Linked DNA regions of Mus musculus: regions 1 and 2 are each linked to region 3. A link is a contact called in public HiCAR-type and HiChIP or PLAC-seq data. All regions are on one chromosome and are shown on one strand. Each heading gives the region's core, a stretch centred on a gene start, on an enhancer-like site or on the middle of the called end of the contact. The rest is flanking DNA. Distances are from core to core; before and after follow the strand shown.

Region 1 (3,379 bases), core at 12-2,511, 330 kb before region 3:
AAACCATTGGGTAATTATGCCATATCTTCTGTATTGTATCCAGCCATCTGTTGATAGGCAGAATGCCCATTCTAGGACTTGGCTCTTGCAAATAGCTCCAGTCTCATACTCTAATTAATGGGGAGCAAACTATTTATAAAACCACCCACGAATGCTAAGTCCTACTTGTAGATCGAAGGCTTCGATTTCACATGTTGGAGCACTGAACTGAGACCACACCATAAGGATATGAATAACTCCTGTCAGAACTGTTGGTGTAACATCACATAACAAAGCTAGGCCAGCCCACTAAAATAAAAAAAAATAACAAGAACTACACTGTTCACAAAGTGAACAGGTGCCTAGAATTAAAAGGCTAATGATACCTAAGGCCTCACAAAGCCCTTGACTCATAACAGGTTTCAACATTTAGGTAACGACCATTACTGCTGTTTCCTGTTATGTTTAAAGTTTACGGTTTTATGTGAAAAGGAAATTTCTTTATATACCTTATGCTCACTTAACTGGCACGTTTGTTGGTAGTACATGGAATCATAAATACATAAACAATGAGTTGTCTTTATGAAGCTCTCAGGAAAATGCAGGAATAATTTTAGTCTGTAATGGTTTTATTCAAGCTTGTTTAATTTCATTAAGCAAAAACACTGTAGGGATAGTCAATGCTCTAACATACCATGTGATTTTAATCGTCGTCCTGTGCCTTCCTAGTGTGCCCTAGCTTCATCCTCTTTCTACCACACAAGGTGATATGTTTGTAGTCTGTTACACATTACAAGGAAGAAAGTGAGAACAAAAGCACCGCCCTTCCAAGAACACGCACAGACATGATCACTCCTGTTGGCGACCTGCAAAAGGCCTGGGGTAGGGAAACTGCTAGGCCAGCAAGGATGCGCCTGCTGTTCACAGCTGAGAAGATGAGAGGCTTTTCAGCCACAGACCCACACACTGACAATAGAACGGGCCTCAGGCAGGACCCTGGCTTACAGAGGTGACACAGACAAAAGGGATGACGGGAGGTGGATGGGGGTAGGGACGCCCTAGGCCCAAGGTGGTACCTGCGCCGCATCCAGCGCCCCTGCCACTGAGTCTCCGCTCCAGAGATGTTCGCGGAGAAGCTGCTGGTAGTTGAGGCAGTGCTTCGCAGCAGATGGTAGATTCCCCATAGCAGCAGCCTAGGTGCCGTGGGCGGTGCTGGATCCCACGGCCGGAGCCGAGAGCCGGGTGAGAGCCGGGAGCGCGTCCCGCGGGTGCCCGGGGTCCGAGCTGCACTGCGGCGGCGCGGTTCCTGGGCAACGCCCAGGCAGGGGTGTAGCGGGCACCTGAGTCCCGCGCTGAGAGCCAGATCCTGGATGGGGACAGTTAATTGAGGCAGGGTGGCACTCCCCCCCCCCCTCCGTAAAATATGGTGCTCTCAGGGCTGATTGTCTGCAGGTGCTCGCCTGAGTCAGAGCTCTAGGCAGGACCCAGGCCTCTGAGAGGAAGAAGCACTGGGCTCTCTACAGACATTCTCTCCTTCCCAGCCACAAGCCTGTAGGGTTGGCACTGTGAATCGGTTTGAGTTTATGTCAAAACTCTATTTAAAATTGCCGAGGCGCTTTGTGGTATTAAAAAACACAAACCCTAAATTAAGGGCGAGGGAGGGGGGTATATCGGAGGTAAACAAGCAAACCAAGAGTTGTCAGTAAGCCGATGGTGCAAGATAAATGTTGAAATGCTGAATTCTTTTTCGCTGTTTTACATTTATTGGTTTTAGTGGTTGTCTCCTTCCACTGTCACATGGGGTTAGGACTAGAACTTAACTGTCTGCTTCGGCGTCACCACAAGTTCCTTTACTATCCCCCTGGGTATGAAGAACTGTTTTTTTAAGAAGAAGAAAAAGAAGAAGAAGAAGGAGGAGGAGGAGGAGGAGGAGGAGGAGGAGGAGGAGGAGGAGGAGGAAAGAAAGAAAAAAGCAATAACTAAATTCATAAAGGCTTTTCTTTCATTCAAACAAAAACAACCTGTCAGAAGTTAGAAGTAATTATAAATTAAATAAATTTTAATGTATATATTTATAAAATATTTATAATATAAATGTATATTTAGTTTCTATATAAGTATGTTTGATTTATATATAAGTTTATATATTATAAATATAAATTATTGGATTTATATGATAGCCTTGGAATCAGATAACCCCTGCTTCATTCGGCCTACTTCATAAGCACACTTAGATTGCAACACTCTAATGCTCTTCAGCGTGGAGTCCATAGCTTGCAGCTGATAGCACACAATCGTCAGGAACAGTCTTGTGCAGGGAGAGCTAGCTGGCCCTACTGTTTCCACAGCTAGGAGGAATCAAGAGCGCCCAGGTGCACAAGCTTGCACAAAGGATGGCGTATATATACAACGACTAACTTCTGAGACATAATATGAACAGATTTTGAAGGGATTCACCACCCAGATTGGATAAAGAATATTTTTATTAATTCCTTGGCAATTTCATACAAGATCTTTTGAACACATTCACGCCCTGTACTCCAAATCCTCCCAACCACCTCTTCATCCCTTTTATCCAACTTTAGGATAGCTTGTTACATTTTTTTCCCCCCATCAAGTCCTGTTTGTGTTGCCCAACTATTTTGGGTAAAGGGAACTGCCCTGGTGGGTGCGCAACTGACTCTCCCTTTCTAAGCAGCCATCCGGTGCCAACAGCTAGCTACTCAGTGGGATCTCATACCTACTTTCCCGGCTCTCCCCCGGGCTTTTGTCTGGCTGGTGTTTGTGCTGGTCTTGTGCATGCTGTTAACAGTTGCTATGAGTTTGTTTATGCAACTACCCTGTTGTACCCGGAAAACACTATTTCCTTGATGTTATCCTCTGCCTGGGGTTCTTACAGTCTTAATGTTCTCTCTTCCCTGAGCCCTGGGGGTTGGAGTGTGATATGTACATCCCTTTTAGAGTTGAGCAATGAATAATCTTATTTTCTGTACACAAGCCTAAAAAGATCGAGATAACACCGAGCTTTGAGGCACATGGTGCAGTTCTCTCTCCTCATTGGATAGGTTGACCTGGGAGCCCCAGCTCTGTAGAGAATGCTCTGTGGTTACAAGTATACACAGTTCTTTGGCGTCCATGTAGGTGGCTCCCAGACACCTATAACATCTAGCCCCAGGGGAATCTGACTCTTCTAGCATCTGGGGAACCCCTACTGACATGCACATACACACAGATTCTCCATTTTATTTTGTCTTTTAAGAAAACACAAAAATAGATTTAAAGTTAAAAATAATAATAAAAATAAAGAAACCTGGATTCCAAACCTAGTGTCCTGGAGCATAACTATAATCATATTGCTTAGGAAGGTAAGGTAGAAAAATGACTGTAAGTTTAAGGCCAG
Region 2 (3,532 bases), core at 604-3,103, 420 kb before region 3:
AAGAGTAATGACCTGAAAGAGTAGTAAACTCAATGCTCCAAGGTATGCTAATCATAAAACAGATAGCAACATTCCTTCTTCCACCCACCCGCTTCCTGGGTTCAAAGAGTGTTCATTCAAAGAAAGTCACCCTGACCCACTATGCAAAGGTGCTATTGCTAGGGGCTCTTAGATTGTTAGGGGCTCTTAGAAACTGTCTTGAGAGATAACCTGACACTTGTGACTTTGTACTTCCTTGTGACTCTTAACTGGTATTTTTGGTATTTTCCAACAACGCCCTTCCCACCTCCTTGAGTTGTGGTTCCTTTCTTTAAATACCCCCTTACTCAGCTACTCAGGGCACCACAGTCCTCTACCCCTGCGTGGTGTATGACCGTGGGCCCGAGAGCACTCTTGAATAAAAATCCTCTTGCAATTTGCAGCAAGACCGTTTCTCGTTGGTGATTTTGGGGTGTCGCCTCTCCTGAGTCAGAACTTGGGGGAGTCCTCACGTTGTGGGTCTTTCAGACCCACTGTGTATTTTTAGTCTTCTATATTTTTTAACAGTAGAGTTTTTTTTAAGAGTTTTTTTTTTTTAATTCAAAGGAAGAAACATGTGAGATGCATTCAACAGCTTTTTGAAGTTTCTAACAATAACAAATGTACTATGCTTTAAAGTTTAAAAAAATATTTAATATCCAGCCACTTTGCTGAAGTTGTTTATCAGCTGAAGGAGTTCTCTGGCGGACTTTTTGGCGTCACTTAAGTATACTATCATATCATCTGCAAGTAGTGATATTTTGACTTCTTTCTTTCCAATTTGAATCCCTTTGACCTCCTTTTGTTGTCTAATAGCTCTGGCTAGAACTTCGAGTACTATATTGAAAGGGAGAGAGTGGGCAGTCTTACCTAGTATCTGATTTTACTGGGATTGCTTCAAGTTTCTCTCCATTTACTTTGATGTTGGCTACTGGTTTGCTATATACTGCTTTTACTATGTTTATCGAATTCCTGTTCTTTCTAAGACTTTGAACATGAAGTGGTGTTGAATTTTGTCAAATGCTTTTTCAGCATCTAATGAAATGATCATATGTTTTTTTCCCCTTTGAGCTTGTTTATATAGTAGATTACATTGGTGGATTTCTGTATATTGAATCATCGTTTTGATGTATTCTTGGATTCAGTTTGCGAGAATTTTATTGAGATTTTTGCATCAATATTCATAAAGTGGTCTGAAGTTTCGTTCTTTGTTGGGTCTTTGAGTGGTTTCAGTATCAGTGTAGTAACTGTGGCTTCATAGGGACCCCAGTCGAGGAGTTAGGGGAAGAACTGAAGAAGCTGAGGGGCTTACAAACTCATAGGAAGAACAACAATATCAACTAACCCGACCCCCCAGAGCTCCCTAGGACTAAACCACCAACCAAAGAGTACACATGGAGGGACTCGTAGCTCCAGTTGCATATGTAGCAAAGGATGTCCTTGTCGGGCATCAAATGGAGGGGAGGCCCTTGGTCCTGTGAAGGCTTGACACTCCAGTGTAGGTGAATGCTAGGATGATGGGGCAGGAGTGGGTTGGGGGGCACCCTTGTGGAGGCAGGATGAAATGGGGAGTTTTCAGAGAGGAAACCGGGAAGAGGGATAACATTTGAAATGCAAACAAACAAAATAACCAATAATGTTTTAAAAATAAATAAATAATAAAAAATAATAAAACATAAAAGGTAAATCACATTGCAATTGTCCAAATAAAACAACACATTGGACATCAAATACTTAACAAATCAACCACCGGGACTGGATGGAATGGAGTGGCAGAATGCTGGGGTGTGGGCAGAGGGAAAGCAGTATAAGCAAGTACTGTATGGGTAGGGTGTTGCTTGCCACACCTACCCCAGTGAAGTTTGTGTGACAGGCTTAAAAGCCTGGACGCAGTCCCGAGGCAAAAAGTTCACGGAAACTTAGTCTCCTGGAAACGTGGCATCCTGTATAACAAATGCTCCAAAAATGTCCTTGCTTTAGTCAGTGAACAGATCTGTGTGCTTTCCCTCAATATTGCTTTATTTTAAGAGCCTGTAAGGATTGATTTTGACATATAGCTAAGTTAGATTAGCCTCCACCAGTGTTCCAATGTCCTAGGCAGTCCTTGATTCCTGGGCTTGGAATTCAGTAAGAATGTTACCTATTCAGTAACATTCAAAAGTACCTCTAGTAGAGACAGTGAAAGTAGTCAGGCATTACAATTTACTTGAATAGAGCTATTAATCTCAGGGCTAGTCTACAGAGTAAATACTTAGAACAATAGCCGAGTCACTCCCATACACAGGAATTTACAATGGCCTAGGAAGAAGGTGGGTTGTGGTTTTAGGAGGAACTGAAGTATTATTCATGAAAGGGTTAGTAGAATGGAATTTCCCTGGTGAGTGTTTCACTAGGCCCAGAGGAATAGCATAATCAGGTATTTACTAAAGGACCCCTGGTGGTGGGTTTAACAATAGACTAGCTTTGCATCAGACCCTTCACCTGGCTCCTGTGTTTGGCTGGTTTTAAAATAAGGCTGTTTCTATCTCAGTTGTAAACACTGCCTGGCTCCCCCTAGCTTTTTATGTATGCATTTTCTTTGTTTTGTGTAAAGAACCAATACGCATCTCAATGTACCTTGGCAAATGTATTCACCTAACTTTCTTGTTTTTATTCTATATTTTAAGTCTGGTGCTTGCTTGGAAAAATTACATTCAGAGACAACACACTCCCTTGTGTCTGTGTCTATTTGTCACCCTTTTCACTGACTCCCTGCCCACCTGTACGGGAACCCTGATTTCTCCCACAGATTGAGGGGGACCGACTGAGGCCAGTCCATGGCAGTTGCTAACTTGCAAATGCACTGAAATTGGTTGGATACTTGGTATATAGTCAAAATAAAATCATAGTAAGTTTTCCTCCCTCCATGTTACTCTTTCAAAGATACTTATAAAAAATTAGCTTGTTTTGCTCTTCTACATAAAATTAAAATCTTTCTTCAGGAAGTCAAGTTAATAATAATTTCATTAGAACCTAAACAAAAGATAGTAACTTAAACATTTCTATTACAAAATTAGAAGATCTATACAGAAAAAAATTATATTTTAAATAGAGGCATTTTAATTATTCAGATGGAAATAAACTGAAGAAATAATCATGTACAAATGATACATACACATATACAAACACATCAGATATATATAATGCTAAATACAGTTATCATAGTTATATAATATGGCAATACCATCCCCACTAAACACCAGAGGCTAATAAATAAAAATTCAAGTATCAGGAATGAATGGGTTTCTTCTTTTCAAATCATTGGACAAGAGTTCCTATAGACACACAGACATAGTAGACTATTGACAATGCTCTCAATTATCATCTAACCCTTGAAAGAAAGACCCTATCTCTGAAGAGACAACATGCTTGAGTCACAGAACGTGATGAAATCCAGTTGGTATGAACCTGGAAGCTTAATCCCTACTGGCTAGCTTTCAGAGTGCTGAAGGGTGCCCTGTAAGCTGCCAGTGGA
Region 3 (3,141 bases), core at 457-2,956:
TCATATTCTATTTTTATGCCACATTCTATTCTATTCATATTCCTTCCTGTTCCATAAGTCAGCTGATCTGAAACATTACTCATTCCATAGTTCAGTTTCTATCTAATGTGATAACAAGTGGCATCTATATGTCAGCTGATAGAGCTGTCATTTATGTTTTAAGGAACAGAGATCTAAAGAAATTTCCCTTAGCACAGATGTGATTTTAAAATATGACCCAATTTTTTTAAATTTTTAAACACAATCTTAATAATTATATGGATGTGTGTCTGTGTTGGGGTATGTGCACATGTGTTGCTCACAGAGGCCAGAAGAGGATTGGAGCTGCAATTACAAACAGTTGTGAGCTACATTTATGTAGGTTCTGGGTCCTCTGCAAACCCAATGAACCATTGCTCTAGCCCATGAGTTAATTTTTAAGACTGCAGCATACCAGGATAATGATACTGTGCTACCCACCATTGAGAAAGATCTATTCGTTTTGAAGTAACTGCTAGATTTGAAGTACTCTGTAACAGATTTTAATGTATCAATTTTTAAAAAAGATTCACATGGAAACAAAAGGACTTTTAGATTCTTAACTGAAATACTTGCATGACTATTAAACTCAAAACCTCCAGAAAGGGAAATCTGTTTGTCAGTGGGTTTGTTTGTTTGTTTGTTTTCATGTATTTAAATAAGTAACTTGGTCCATGAGAGGGAGGAGCCAGAAATCAAAGGCCTGATTGTGCTGGATCCTTCTTTGTGGCCATTCTTCAGCTGGGTTCTCAGCAGGCTGCAGTTGAAAGGGAAAGATCCAAGTTCTGCTTAAAAATCAGACTAAAGAGCTTGCTCAGCACCCCGCTCACATTATGCTACTCGCATTCACCACTTAAAAGTCTTTGGATAGTAAATTGTATGCAATGACCTCAGTCTTCCAGGATATTCTCGGATTATAGGAAGCACCCCTCTGACTTGCTTATGAGGAGAGGAGTATTTTTCATGGCTTTCCCTTTTCTTGAAAGACTCTCAGAACATCAAGATCCTCAGGTATAAATTAGACCCGGGGAAGAATGTCACAAAAGCACACTATTTTTCCTACTTGGTTAGAAGAAAGAGAACAAAACTGAATATTTCTGGTGAGGACTCTCGCTCCAAGAGGGACAAACGGGTTGTTTTGTTTTGTTTTGTTTTGTTTCCTTCTCTAACTATGTGAGAGTGAAGTTTTATGCACAATGTATTTGAAATAATATTCGTGCGCTTTCCTAATCAAAAGGCTCCTGTGGAGCTGAGATGCAAGAGCATCAAAAGACTGTCAACACAGATCAATAAAGGCAGGTCTTTATAAGGTTTGATAGAATTATATCTTTTGTTTATAACAGAATTTTGATTATAGTAGAATATAAAGGTATAACAGAATTTTGAGTATAGCAGGAAGGGATTTTGGAGTAGAGACTGCAGAAGAATAACAATCAAAATTAGACAAAGATTACCCATGTCTCCTTGACAAGTTCACGGGTAGAGAGGGCATTTAACCCTTGAGGTACAGCAACCATGCCTATCGTCCAGCAATCCTGCAATCCGGCCCGACTCCGACGTAGAAACATACCCAAGACTGCGGCAAGGAAAATACGCGAGCAAGCCTGTCTCCCCTCCCCCGCTCCGTTCCCGCGGGATTGGAGTAGCGCTGGGTCGCTGACGCCATCCTCACGCCTCTGGTTTGCATGGAGCATGCGCCTCCTCCTCATTTCCTCTCCTGGAGCTAGTGGAGTAAAGCTACGCCCAGGCCCGCGTCCGCTGGCGGCGCAGGAACTTCAGCACCCGCGGGGCGGACAGCGCCTACCGCACCTGCTCACCTGCTCTGGGCGCCAGAAGAGCCTGCATCCTCCTTCCAGCCCGGAGCAACTGCGCCGGAGGCGCCCAGACCCTCTCCCTTCCCGCACCCAGGCTCCTGTCCCTTCCAGCTTCTTAACTCCCCTTCTCATTCATAACAAAAGCTACAGCTCAGGGGCCCAGCGCCAAGCTCTTTCCAGCAAAGCACAGAAGAGCAAGAAAGAATGGGGTTCCTTTGGACCGGCTCTTGGATACTGGTGTTGGTGCTCAACAGCGGCCCAATTCAAGCTTTCCCCAAACCCGAAGGCAGCCAAGGTATGTGGACATTGCTCTGCTTTAGAGTTCTCTTTCATTTGGCCCAGCCAAGATAAAGCTTGATGTGACCCGTGAGCTCTAAATCGCCCTGCCTAGTTTTTCTCAGCAGATCTCGTATCGTGCATATTGACAGAATATACACGGTTTTGACTTCAGAGAACGAAGATGGATTTTTCTTTCTCCTTTACTTTTAAAATAATAGAGCGATAACATGGTCTTATTTTGAAAAGGGGAGCGAGTACCTGTGCTTAAAGTGGCTAGGATTTTTTTTTTTTTTTTTTGCTCATTACACATGCAGGATATGATGATCTCTTTTAATGTACCAGCAATGATAATCCAAATAGTATGTTTCCAATTGAAAAGAGCTAATAAGCTAAGAATTAGAACTATATGTTAAATTTCTGATCAGAAAATAAAAGTGTGATTGCATTTAATTCAGGATATGCAATAATATAATAAGCATACCAACTTTGGAACTCACCATGTATACAATTGATAATCTTTGCTACTATAAATTTTATTTTATAACATTCAGAATTATTTCTCCAAAAAATCTTTTTTCATTGTGTTTTTTATTTTAATAGGAAACATATTTGACCACCCAAATGCACAATTAAATTTATATTTATGTGTATTTATTCTAGACAAATCCCTGCATAATAGAGAATTAAGTGCAGAAAGACCTTTGAATGAACAGGTAGGTCAGATGTAAAATTATAACTCCTATGTTATCTTATTCACTGTTGTCACTTACTGTAGTTTCCTTGTGATATTTTAGCCATTTTACATTTATAAACTCCAAGACATTAATAATAAATTGACAAAAACTAAGATGATAAATCTGGTTCCACTAATTCTGTGTTCTCACAATTAGTGCACTGAGTTCTTATAGCACATGGGCTGAGGCATGATGATAACCCAGTGAGATCAATACTGTAGCCACTCTTATAAGACTGTCTAGTTTACCAAAGTGTGTGCGTGGCTTGTTTTGTTTTCTTTGAGACAGAGCCTTGC

What was found. HiCAR-type assays count read pairs that join an accessible place to other places. HiChIP or PLAC-seq counts read pairs in DNA pulled down with a chosen protein or histone mark.
Region 1: a contact with region 3 is called in a HiCAR-type map of astrocytes, with 2.1 times the contacts expected there. The contact joins the promoter of Hmgcll1 here to the promoter of Scg3 in region 3. A contact is called at or near these places in 3 of 39 promoter capture datasets (cranial neural crest, hippocampal neurons and maxillary cranial neural crest), 1 of 484 Hi-C or Micro-C datasets (cerebral cortex), 4 of 115 datasets of contacts at active chromatin or transcription factors (VIP interneurons, astrocytes, fibro-adipogenic progenitors and 1 more) and 1 of 9 other capture datasets (pancreatic islet).
Region 2: an H3K27ac HiChIP or PLAC-seq map of embryonic stem cells shows a contact between it and region 3, with 6 times the contacts expected there. The contact joins the enhancer-like site here to the promoter of Scg3 in region 3. A contact is called at or near these places in 15 of 39 promoter capture datasets (cranial neural crest, embryonic stem cells, frontonasal cranial neural crest and 8 more), 5 of 115 datasets of contacts at active chromatin or transcription factors (astrocytes, embryonic forebrain and embryonic stem cells) and 2 of 9 other capture datasets (adipose tissue and embryonic stem cells).

What each region holds. Positions count from the first base shown.
Region 1 is chr9:76,012,859-76,016,237 of GRCm38.p6, reverse strand. Hmgcll1 (3-hydroxymethyl-3-methylglutaryl-Coenzyme A lyase-like 1) reads right to left here and starts at 1,261. Exons shown (of 9, transcript NM_173731.2): 1 at 1,056-1,261. The coding sequence starts at 1,163.
Region 2 is chr9:76,103,427-76,106,958 of GRCm38.p6, reverse strand. The region is part of intron 7 of Hmgcll1 (3-hydroxymethyl-3-methylglutaryl-Coenzyme A lyase-like 1); the gene reads right to left. Among named protein-coding and RNA genes, the nearest start is that of Hmgcll1, 90 kb to the right of the region's middle. Within about 2 kb of position 1,853, at least 15 of the 459 cell types and tissues checked have an H3K27ac peak or open chromatin away from gene starts, as enhancers often do. A contact at or near this core is called in embryonic stem cells and stem cell-derived epiblast-like cells, where this site is marked.
Region 3 is chr9:75,682,621-75,685,761 of GRCm38.p6, reverse strand. Scg3 (secretogranin III) reads left to right here and starts at 1,706. Exons shown (of 12, transcript NM_009130.3): 1 at 1,706-2,127; 2 at 2,772-2,824. The coding sequence starts at 2,037.